2 separate regions of the Mus musculus genome follow, and region 2 is linked to region 1. Evidence: chromatin contacts called from public HiChIP or PLAC-seq data. All regions are on one chromosome and are shown on one strand. The core of a region is the stretch at or near the end of the contact, and the rest is flanking DNA. Distances in the headings are between cores, read along the strand shown. Region 1 holds the start of Dok1 (docking protein 1). Region 2 holds the start of Vax2 (ventral anterior homeobox 2).

What was found. HiChIP or PLAC-seq counts read pairs in DNA pulled down with a chosen protein or histone mark.
Region 2: a contact with region 1 is called in an H3K4me3 HiChIP or PLAC-seq map of embryonic stem cells, with 10 read pairs. The contact joins the promoter of Vax2 here to the promoter of Dok1 in region 1. A contact is called at or near these places in 3 of 39 promoter capture datasets (all in embryonic stem cells), 1 of 484 Hi-C or Micro-C datasets (embryonic stem cells), 1 of 115 datasets of contacts at active chromatin or transcription factors (embryonic stem cells) and 1 of 9 other capture datasets (adipose tissue).

Annotation. Positions count from the first base shown.
Region 1 is chr6:83,031,185-83,035,494 of GRCm38.p6, forward strand. Dok1 (docking protein 1) reads right to left here and starts at 2,287. Exons shown (of 5, transcript NM_010070.4): 1 at 2,187-2,287; 2 at 1,583-1,882; 3 at 1,351-1,444; 4 at 1,047-1,231; 5 at 1-876. The coding sequence starts at 2,246. The coding sequence ends at 67. It overlaps Loxl3 (lysyl oxidase-like 3), which reads left to right and starts at 3,021. Exons shown (of 14, transcript NM_013586.5): 1 at 3,021-3,105; 2 at 4,271-4,310. The coding sequence starts at 4,298.
Region 2 is chr6:83,708,892-83,713,201 of GRCm38.p6, forward strand. Vax2 (ventral anterior homeobox 2) reads left to right here and starts at 2,348. Exons shown (of 3, transcript NM_011912.4): 1 at 2,348-2,652. The coding sequence starts at 2,406. Vax2os (ventral anterior homeobox 2, opposite strand) reads right to left here and starts at 3,310. Exons shown (of 6, transcript NR_002871.2): 1 at 3,212-3,310; 2 at 1,843-1,934. It overlaps Gm32943 (a long non-coding RNA gene), which reads right to left. Exons shown (of 4, transcript XR_003956456.1): 3 at 4,169-4,310; 4 at 3,907-4,033.

The DNA.
Region 1 (4,310 bases), core at 1,037-3,536:
CCCCTCCCACCCTACGGTTTCTTTTTCAGTGCCACCACCCCATTGGACCTCCTATCAGCAACTGTCTCAGGTGGAACCCTCAGACTTGACCCCCGCCCTGTCATTCCCTACTTTAGAGAGTCCACAGTCCCAAGCCCCTGAGGTCCCACTTTTCTGGACCTGGCTGTACAGAGCTGTATCTGAGCTGAAGCCTTTGCTGCCACTGCCACGAGTGGTACCCGATTCGGGAAGGATCAAGCCCTGTGGCTTGGGGGCAGGAGCAGGCTTTGGGCTCCGGGGAGGTGGCACAGCATAGTCATCGGTGGCAGGGTTGTAAGGGAGCTCATAGCCCTCTTCCTTCAGCCGAGCCTGGCACCACCATGCATCCCGAGGCTCCTGAGGCAGATCATAAAGGCCCCGGGGAGGGGCGGGGGCCAGGCCTTCAGGTTCATCATAGATGGGGTCCTCTTTGGAGTCTGTCAGCTTGGTTTTCAGTAACTGCTGCTGCACATGCCCATACAAATCCCAATAGAGAGGTTTCTTGGAATGCACCCCTTCCCCTGCCCCAGCAGGGGTGCTGCCCAGGGGGTCTGAATATACAGAGTCCTGAGAAGGGCCTGGAGGAATTCGCAAGGAGTCTAAAGGCTCCGCATATAGGGCTGGAGGGCTGCCCAGGGGGTCCTGGGGAACAGGAGGGGGAACTGTCTTCCCCTCTGTCTCCCCATCATGGGAGTCAGTTCTGAGGATATCCTGTGCCTGGCCCACCTTTCCTTGGGCTTTCTGCTGCTGGATGGCAGCCTCAACTGCCTGAAAGATGTCATTTCCCTGAGAAGTCTGGAAGGTGAAGGTCCCAGGGCCTGAGGGGCAGCGGCGACCAGCTTCAAAGGAGAACATTACCTGAGGGGGTGGGGGAAACACGTTAGGCGTGTCATAAAAAATGAGTCACAGGCCTGACCAAGTTACTGTATCTGCACAGAAGAGACCACCTGAGAATGGAATTGTCACCTACAGCTACTCAACCTGGTAGCCCTCCCTGACGGGTCATCCTCCCAGACAGCCCCATGCACCTTGTCCCGGCCATAGCGACGCAACAGAGTGTAGGGCCAGAAAAGGAGCGGCTCCAGGATTTGACTCTGCGCACCCAAAGTCAGGAGAGTCAGCTTCTCAGCTTCCACCCTCAGTATGTAGGAGCCTTGCAAGCCGCAGCGTTCAGAAGCCTCGGTCTTCTGCGAGGTTACCCAGAACTGGGATCCTGGAAGAACACATACGAAGGAGAAGGAGCGCTGGGGCAAGTTAGGGACTCGGTTGACTCCAATCACTAGCTCCCCAAGGGCACCTCTTCAACCCACTCCATTCCTGCCAGACATCTACCTTCCCAGGTGGGGCTGTACAGCGAATTCTCCAGCATCTCCAAGGCAGAAAACTTAGGTTGGTTCTCCGTCTGCGCCAAAGCCCAGCCGCCTTTCTGCAGAAAAGGGAACATGGAAGAATTATATATAATTCTCTTGGGTCTAGGGTAGGTGCAAGAAGTCCAGTGCCTCTATAATAGCTCCATCCTCGCAGTGTCCCTTAAGCCCAGAGATGCCCACCCCCAGTCACTCACCGGAAAGGCGGTTCTGCATAAAGTCTGCACCCAGGCGGTGCTGGATACGGCGTCCGCCGCCAGCAGGTGCGAGCGCTGTGCGGTGTCCAGGCGGAAGGCAACAGCGCCGGGCTCAGGGGGACTCTCCACAGTCACCGGCACCACGCTCACACATTCAGCCAGGCGTATCATCTTGCAGTCTAGACGGCGAGAGCCGCCTCGACCCCCTCTAGAGCTCGACCCCTTGTGATCAAAGAATTCCAGCCGCGCCACGCCGTGAGGACTGGCTGGGTAAAGCACAGCCCAAGTTTTCCTCCACCTCTGGGAAAGAACGAAAGACTCGAGAGTGCGCGGTGGTAGCACGCGCCCCACAAGGAAGAAGAGACCCATGAAGGCCGATCTGAGTCTGGGGCTTCCCAGGCTGAGCTACTTTCCCAAAGATAATGGCATCCCAAGACCGCACCAAGGAGGGCACAGCCCGAGACTTTTAAGGGAACGTCTTGGGGATCTACAATTGCCCGCGCGCCGTTCCGACCTTCTTCCGGCCCCTTCCCTCTTTCTGGATTCTTTCACCCACTTCTAGTCCAGAGGGGTTTCGCCATCCCCCACGCCACAAACAAACTACCTTGGTCCCGAAGCGCTGACTCTGCAGAAAAAGCGGACCCTCCATCACAGCCCCGTCCATGGCCCAGGCGATTCCTTCCGCGCTTCCTGGCCCGGAGGGCTGGGGGCGGGGCGGGGCGGGGCGAGGCTGCAGGGTGCCGGAGGCGTGCCCGCCCCTCCCCGGCCCCTGCGGCGGTGATGGGGGAGCGGAGGGCTTGGAGGAAAACGAGCCATCAGGAAGAACTCAGGGAGAGCTCACTAAAGCCTTTATCTTTAGTGGTGCACACAGTGGCACCACTCAGGGAAGCGGTGATCACCAACCAGGGGCCCTAGTGCCTGGGGGGTGGAAGCTGAGAGTGACGACATATGTTTAACGTGACATCAGAGTGAAGGCCGTGACATCACCTGCAGGCACCTCGGGGGCGCCATAATGACCAAGGGAGCCATCGGGACAATAGTTTTCTTTGTGGGACCTTTTCTCATGGCCCAGCCCGGGAATTGGACTGGACTGTTGTTGATACTCTGTCTAGTTGGGGATGTGGAGGAACGGCTACGGGCTGGAAAGCTTCCCGTTGCCACAGGGGCCGTCCTGCTGTCCCGAAACCGTTTGCAAGTCAAGCACCCTGAATACGGCTGCCGGGCCTCCAACCTGCGGGAAAAGAAAGCTTCATTGAGCCGGGAGGAGTGGGAGGGGGTGGCGTGGCTGCAGCCAGCTCCACAGGGGAGGGGAAGATCTAGAGGAGGGAACTGGCCTGGCCGGAATGGAGGGAGAAAGCGGAATGTGGGAGGGCTCTAGGGGACGTGGGAGGGACCAACGAAGAGGGGAGAGGAAGGGGGGGTCCAGTCTCCCCTGGCCGAACACTTTTTTTCTGAGAAGTCCTGAAAGTAATCTCCAGGACCAGGACTCTGCTTCCAGCCTCTGGAGTTGTGCCTAGTCGAAGGTAGGGGAGTTACTGCTGGCCAGCGGGAAGAGGAGTTGGGGATGGAGAGGATGGTGGACCAGGAGAAACGCTGATTTGGGATGGAGTCGGGAAAGCCAACCAACTGACAGTTTTATTATTGGTCAAGGAGCGAAACAGAAGAGTGGAAAGCTGAGCAAACTGTTGGGGATGGAGGCTTCAGGGTGCAATTTGCAGGCCCTACGCTGAACACCAGGGCTTCGGAGCCAAATGCCCCCAGAACAAAGCTGTCTTGTCTGAGTTGGGGGAAGCAATGGAGGGCCCCCCTTACTGTGGAGGACTGTTTTCAGCCTCGGATAGAGAAGGCCTGAGCTGGGGAGCTAGCCCTAGCTTCTGGTTGCCCAGTGACAGAAAAAGAGGTGTTCCAGGGAGCTTGGATAACTCCATACCAAACCCTGCCCAGCTTGAAGCCTAGGTCTCCTGGAGTCCCTGACCCTGCAGCATATTTGCCAGCCCATGTGCTAGGGAGGGTGGCAGAAGGTTCTCCTACTCCGGTTAGCCTCGGCCCTTCCTGCATGGGCATCTGCCCCCATAGGAAACTGAAGAGTCTTCTCATTCATAGTGCTGAGATTTCCAGGGCTGGGCTCCCAGGCTCCCCTTGCCTGTGATGCCATCTGTCTGTCTAACTGCATGGGTCTTGCTGTCATTTCTCCTGTGCCTGCACCTTGGCTTTTATTCCCTCTCCTCATGGTTTTTGCCTCTCTGTGTCATTCCCCATTACTCTGTGCTTTGGTTTTTTTGGTTTGATTAAAACCATCTATCCATATTCAATGTGTCTCTCACCCCGTGCCTTTCTGTTTTTTCCCCTTCGTTCCCACAGTCTCCCTTCCTGTCACATCCTGTCTGGGTCGTCCTCTCTGTGTCTCTTCCCAATATCTCTGTTTACCCAACCCATCCGTAGACTCTCCATCTCTAACCCATACCCACCCCATGGATGAAAGTAAATAGAGATGATGGTGTTGGTGGTAATGATGGCCAAACCAGGGAAGGTTATGGTGGGACACTAACCACAAGTTATAAGTTTTATTATTTGCAAAGGGAAAGGAGAGTCTCCCTCGCCCCCAATCTAGGTCTCTAGGGCTGTGCCTGTTTTCTTTGTGTTCCTACCCTCATTCAGTGTGTGTGTCTCTCCTTCTCTGTCCCTTAGTGCCCCCCTCCTTGGGCCCCACCCGCCATGAGAGCTGTCA
Region 2 (4,310 bases), core at 1,098-3,597, 680 kb after region 1:
GAGACCAGTGGCACCAAGGAACCGGATCACCTGAGAGCTTCCAGGTCACCTGGAGACCCAGAAGAGTCCGAACTTCCAGACTCTAGTTCCAAAGCACTCTCCAAAACCATCAGCCTCTCCAGGAAGGATGGTTCAGCTCACTTGGGGACCAGAGCCCAGAAAAGGCTCCTGGAAAAAGACTTGATTGACCTCCTCCACCAGTGAAGTGAAGATTTAACATCATGAAAAGAAGCTGGTGGTGGCACATACCTTTATTCCCAGAACTTAGGCGGCAGAGACAGATCTCTGAGTTTGAGGCCAGCCTGGTCTATAGAGTGAGCTCCAGGACAGCCAGGGCTACACAGAGAAACCCTGATTGGAAAAACCAACCAGAGAAAACATTGTGAAAAGACGCAACTCTGCTTTTGTCGGCACAAACACAGCTTTGTAGGTGGCATGGGAGGCTGCTTGGGTGGAGGGTATGAGGTCTAGCTTCCACTAGTTTCTTCCGCTTCTGTTTTTCTATACTAGATGTAGGGCATACTTTGAGAAAGCCAGAGATGAGATAAATGCAGATGGCTCAGGTAAGGTGGTCAATGGGGGAGGGGGCTGTGGGGGCTGCTGAGAAGTCCTACTGCCCTCCAGAGGGCAGGCTAGGAGGGGACCAGTACAAGGCTGGCCACTTTGCCTAGGTCTCAGATGGGTTCCAGTTCTCTGGTTTCCTTAACTATGCAAAGTGCTGGTGCTTTCTCAGCTCCCTCTTTTCTTCTCTCCCATCCTGTCCTCATTCTCTCCTTCCTTCCCTCCCTCTTCTCTCTTCCATACAACCAGCAGGCACTGACAGTCCACACTGTCCCCTCTGCCGGCCAATTACACACCATGGAAGCCATACCCCACCCCCACCCCCGCTCCTTTCTTTGCGAATAGGGCCCAGCAGGCATCCTCTCTTACCGCTGTTCTTTCCTTTTCCAGCACTACAAGAATCAGTGAGAATCGCCAAGTCACATCTACCACCTCTCCCAAAATCTCCAACCGTTTTCACACACACACACACACACACACACACACACACCACAGACCAAGGCACTGACTGACTCCCCACACCCAACACCTGTTCAACCTCAGAGACAGAGACCCCACAAGCCTACCCTTGGTGGTCACAGACACCCGCTACCAGATCTTGGGATCTCCTGAAGTACTTTGGCTTGGACTCACACCAAGCATTTGGCTCACCCCTAGTACCTAGTTTATTCCAAATCTGCAAGTGGAAGAAAGGAAGAAGAGTCTGAAGGATCGGGATACTGGCCTTTAAAGGAGCCATAGACCCTCGGTTACACACACCATCCTTCTCAATCTTTCCCCCAAACCTCTTTTTAAAGCTGAGTCAAATACAATGAGACTGTTCCCCACACTTCCTGACACTGTCTAAACAGAAGCGGGACTCTGCAGAACGTGTAGCCAAGAGGACACAGGCTCCTGTCCAGAGATCCGTCTGGAGCAGGCACTGAACAAGGGGCTGCTCCAGGACAGAAGCGCGAGAAAAAAAAAAAGCCCGTGCTCAGTCTCATTCTCTAGGTGTCAGTCCCAGGAGTGACAACCTCAGAGCTGCGGGAGAGCCCAGCGTTTGCTCTTGGCAGTACAACCTGGCGGTCTGCCGGTCCAGCTCCGCACCTCACCCTGGCTGGGGACAGCATCCGCCTCCCGGGCTTGTCTGGCGAAACTCGCGGGATCCCCACAATAAGTGGCTGTTCTGTGTGCCTGAGTGTGAGTGCCTTGGTTGGGGGACGCGTGCCCTGAACCCCAGACCTACACCCCACTCTCTACCGTCGCCCCCACCGCACCAAGTTCCGGAGCCCAGCAAACCTCCTCTTTTCTGCCGGGTCGAGTCAGGGTCGCCTCCTCGAGCTCTGAGTTTTCCATCAAGCGGAGCCAGACTGAAAGCTAGGTGCATTTCCCTGGAGATATAGGGAACAGAGGGAAGAGGGCGAGAGGGACCAATGGGTAGGGAGTAATAAAGTTTATGAGAGGGTGTGGGGCGGTCTTCTGTACCACGGGGCTGTCCAGTCTCCCATTGCCAGGCTCTAAACACCGCCCCACGCGAGGAGGCGCGAAGACACCATCCCCTCCCCCTTCTCCACATATCTCTTTTCCTCCTATCCCTCCTCCTTCTCCTCTTTCCCTCCCCTTGTCTCTCTTCCCCTCACTCCCTCCTCCTTTTTTCCTCCCCCTGAACGAACTCCCGTTGCGCTGCGCCTACTGGATCCACCCAGAGTCCTGGAACCCCAGCTCGCGCCCAATCGCCGACGGGGGCGGGGCCTGTAGGGGGCGGGGCAGATGGAGGAAGGGGTGGGGAGGGGCAGGGAGGGACCTGCTACCCTGAGCTAGGACTAGCGGCTGCTGTGGCCCAAGCAGCAGTGGCGGCGGGCATGGGCGATGGGGGCGCGGAGCGGGACCGCGGCCCCAAGCGCCGGGAGGAGCCTGGTGGCCGCAGCGGGCGTCACGGAGAGCACCGCGGAGCGGAAGATTTGCGTGCTGACACAGGTAGCGCGAGTCCGAGGGAGATTGCTGGGACCTCCGCCTCCAGCCCTGCGGGCTCCAGGGAGAGCGGAGGGGACAGCGACGGACAGCAGGCGCTCGGTGAGACAGACCACTGCCGCCGCATCCTGGTACGAGGTAAGGGGACAGCCGCAGCTCTGATTCCCTGGGCCACCAAGCTGCCTTTCCTGGGGCCTCCGACATCCCTACAACGTCCATCTCTCAGATCATACAGTGGTTCATTCATTTGGTAGTTCATCCTGTAAATACTCCGAGTGCCTATTGTGTGCGGGACACTGAGCTGAACGCGGGGGACAAAGCAGGGGGCTGGACCTTGTTTCGTCCTGCTGGACCGGTGCTCTCTCTCTCTCTCTCTCTCTCTCTCTCTCTCTCTCTCTTTCTCTCTCTCTAGGCCCATCCGGGCTGGTTGGTGTAGTAAGGACACGAATCAGTTGGAGAAGCCCGACACCGAGAGCCAGGGCCTCCGCGCCGGGGTCCCCGGAGCAAGGGCGGAGAAAGTCACGCGCGCGCTGTAGGGACAGGATTGGGAGGGACCCGAGTGGGCAGCTGCTGAGGAAGGCTGGGCCACGCAGGCAGTCGGATGCGTCCCCGCTTCAACCCAGCCTTATTTCCCAGCACCTAGCCTTGCGTGGGTTGAGGCTTAGAGATGGCTGGGTGGGCGGTAGGGTAGCCTGACCTGCCGCGGCTCCGCTGCTCCAGTTTTCCCACTCGCTTGGATACCGCCGGCTCCGGCGCTCCTCCGCCTGGCCTGGCCGCCTGGCCTGGCCGACGCTTTCTTCCTCGGCTCCACCCGCCCTCACCCGAAGTCGGAGCCCCTTCACCCATCCCCCTTCAACCCCCGCAGCAAACTTGCTTTCCCGGCACTCTCCTGCCATCGCTCATCCAGATCCAAACCTCCAATGCCAGTATCCTGGGTCTGGGCCTCTCCCAGGTAGACACTTGGAGAAAGAAGTCTCGGGTCCTGCGGTCAACTGGATCCTAGGCCTGAGGCCTGTTGTTTTTCCGCCATCCTGGGGTTTCGGACTCACTCACTTGGCTTCCCCCAGCTGCCTCCCACAGGCCTCAGGAGGCCTGTAGCCAACTTTCTTTTACGGAGGGAAACCTAGGTTTCTGTCACCCAAGTCAATATCTTAGAGCAGGTGGAGTACAACTTTCCTGACCCCCACCACCACTGTCACCATGTGAGTGGCCCTGGGGATCTGAGAGCCAGCTAGGGCAGGGCATGGAGGTACAGGAAGCTCTCTTAAATTAAGACGCTGCCAGGGACCCTGAATAAAGAAACACTCCTGGGAATAGGTGTGGTCATTGGAAGGCTGGGTGGCTACTGCCATTCTAGGGACCCGCTTGATGGTGTAAGACAGTTACACCACCAGGAATCCCCGCAGGTGTGAGGACTTGTAGGTTACCTGGGGTTAATATGAATTCCCTTTTGTCATCTGAGGGGTTCTAAGGACAAGGAGCGACCACCAGTTGAGTTTCGTTGAGGGAATCTGCAAGCCTTCCAGAAATGAAGACACAGCCTAAGCTCTTAGGCTAAGGACCTTGCCAGTGCTATGCATTAAGAATAGGCGTCTCCCCTGGTCAGGATGACTGAGTTATGCGCCCAAACACCATCTTCCTCCATTCTACCAACCTTTATGTAGATCAAATAAATCTTGCTCGTGGGCATCAGTGGGACTGTCTCTGGTGCAGACTTGCAGAGGTGGGAGTAAAATGTGGCCCTCTGTCCTCTGGGATAGAGCCATTTAAGTCAAGTAGAGACGCGCATGCCGGGT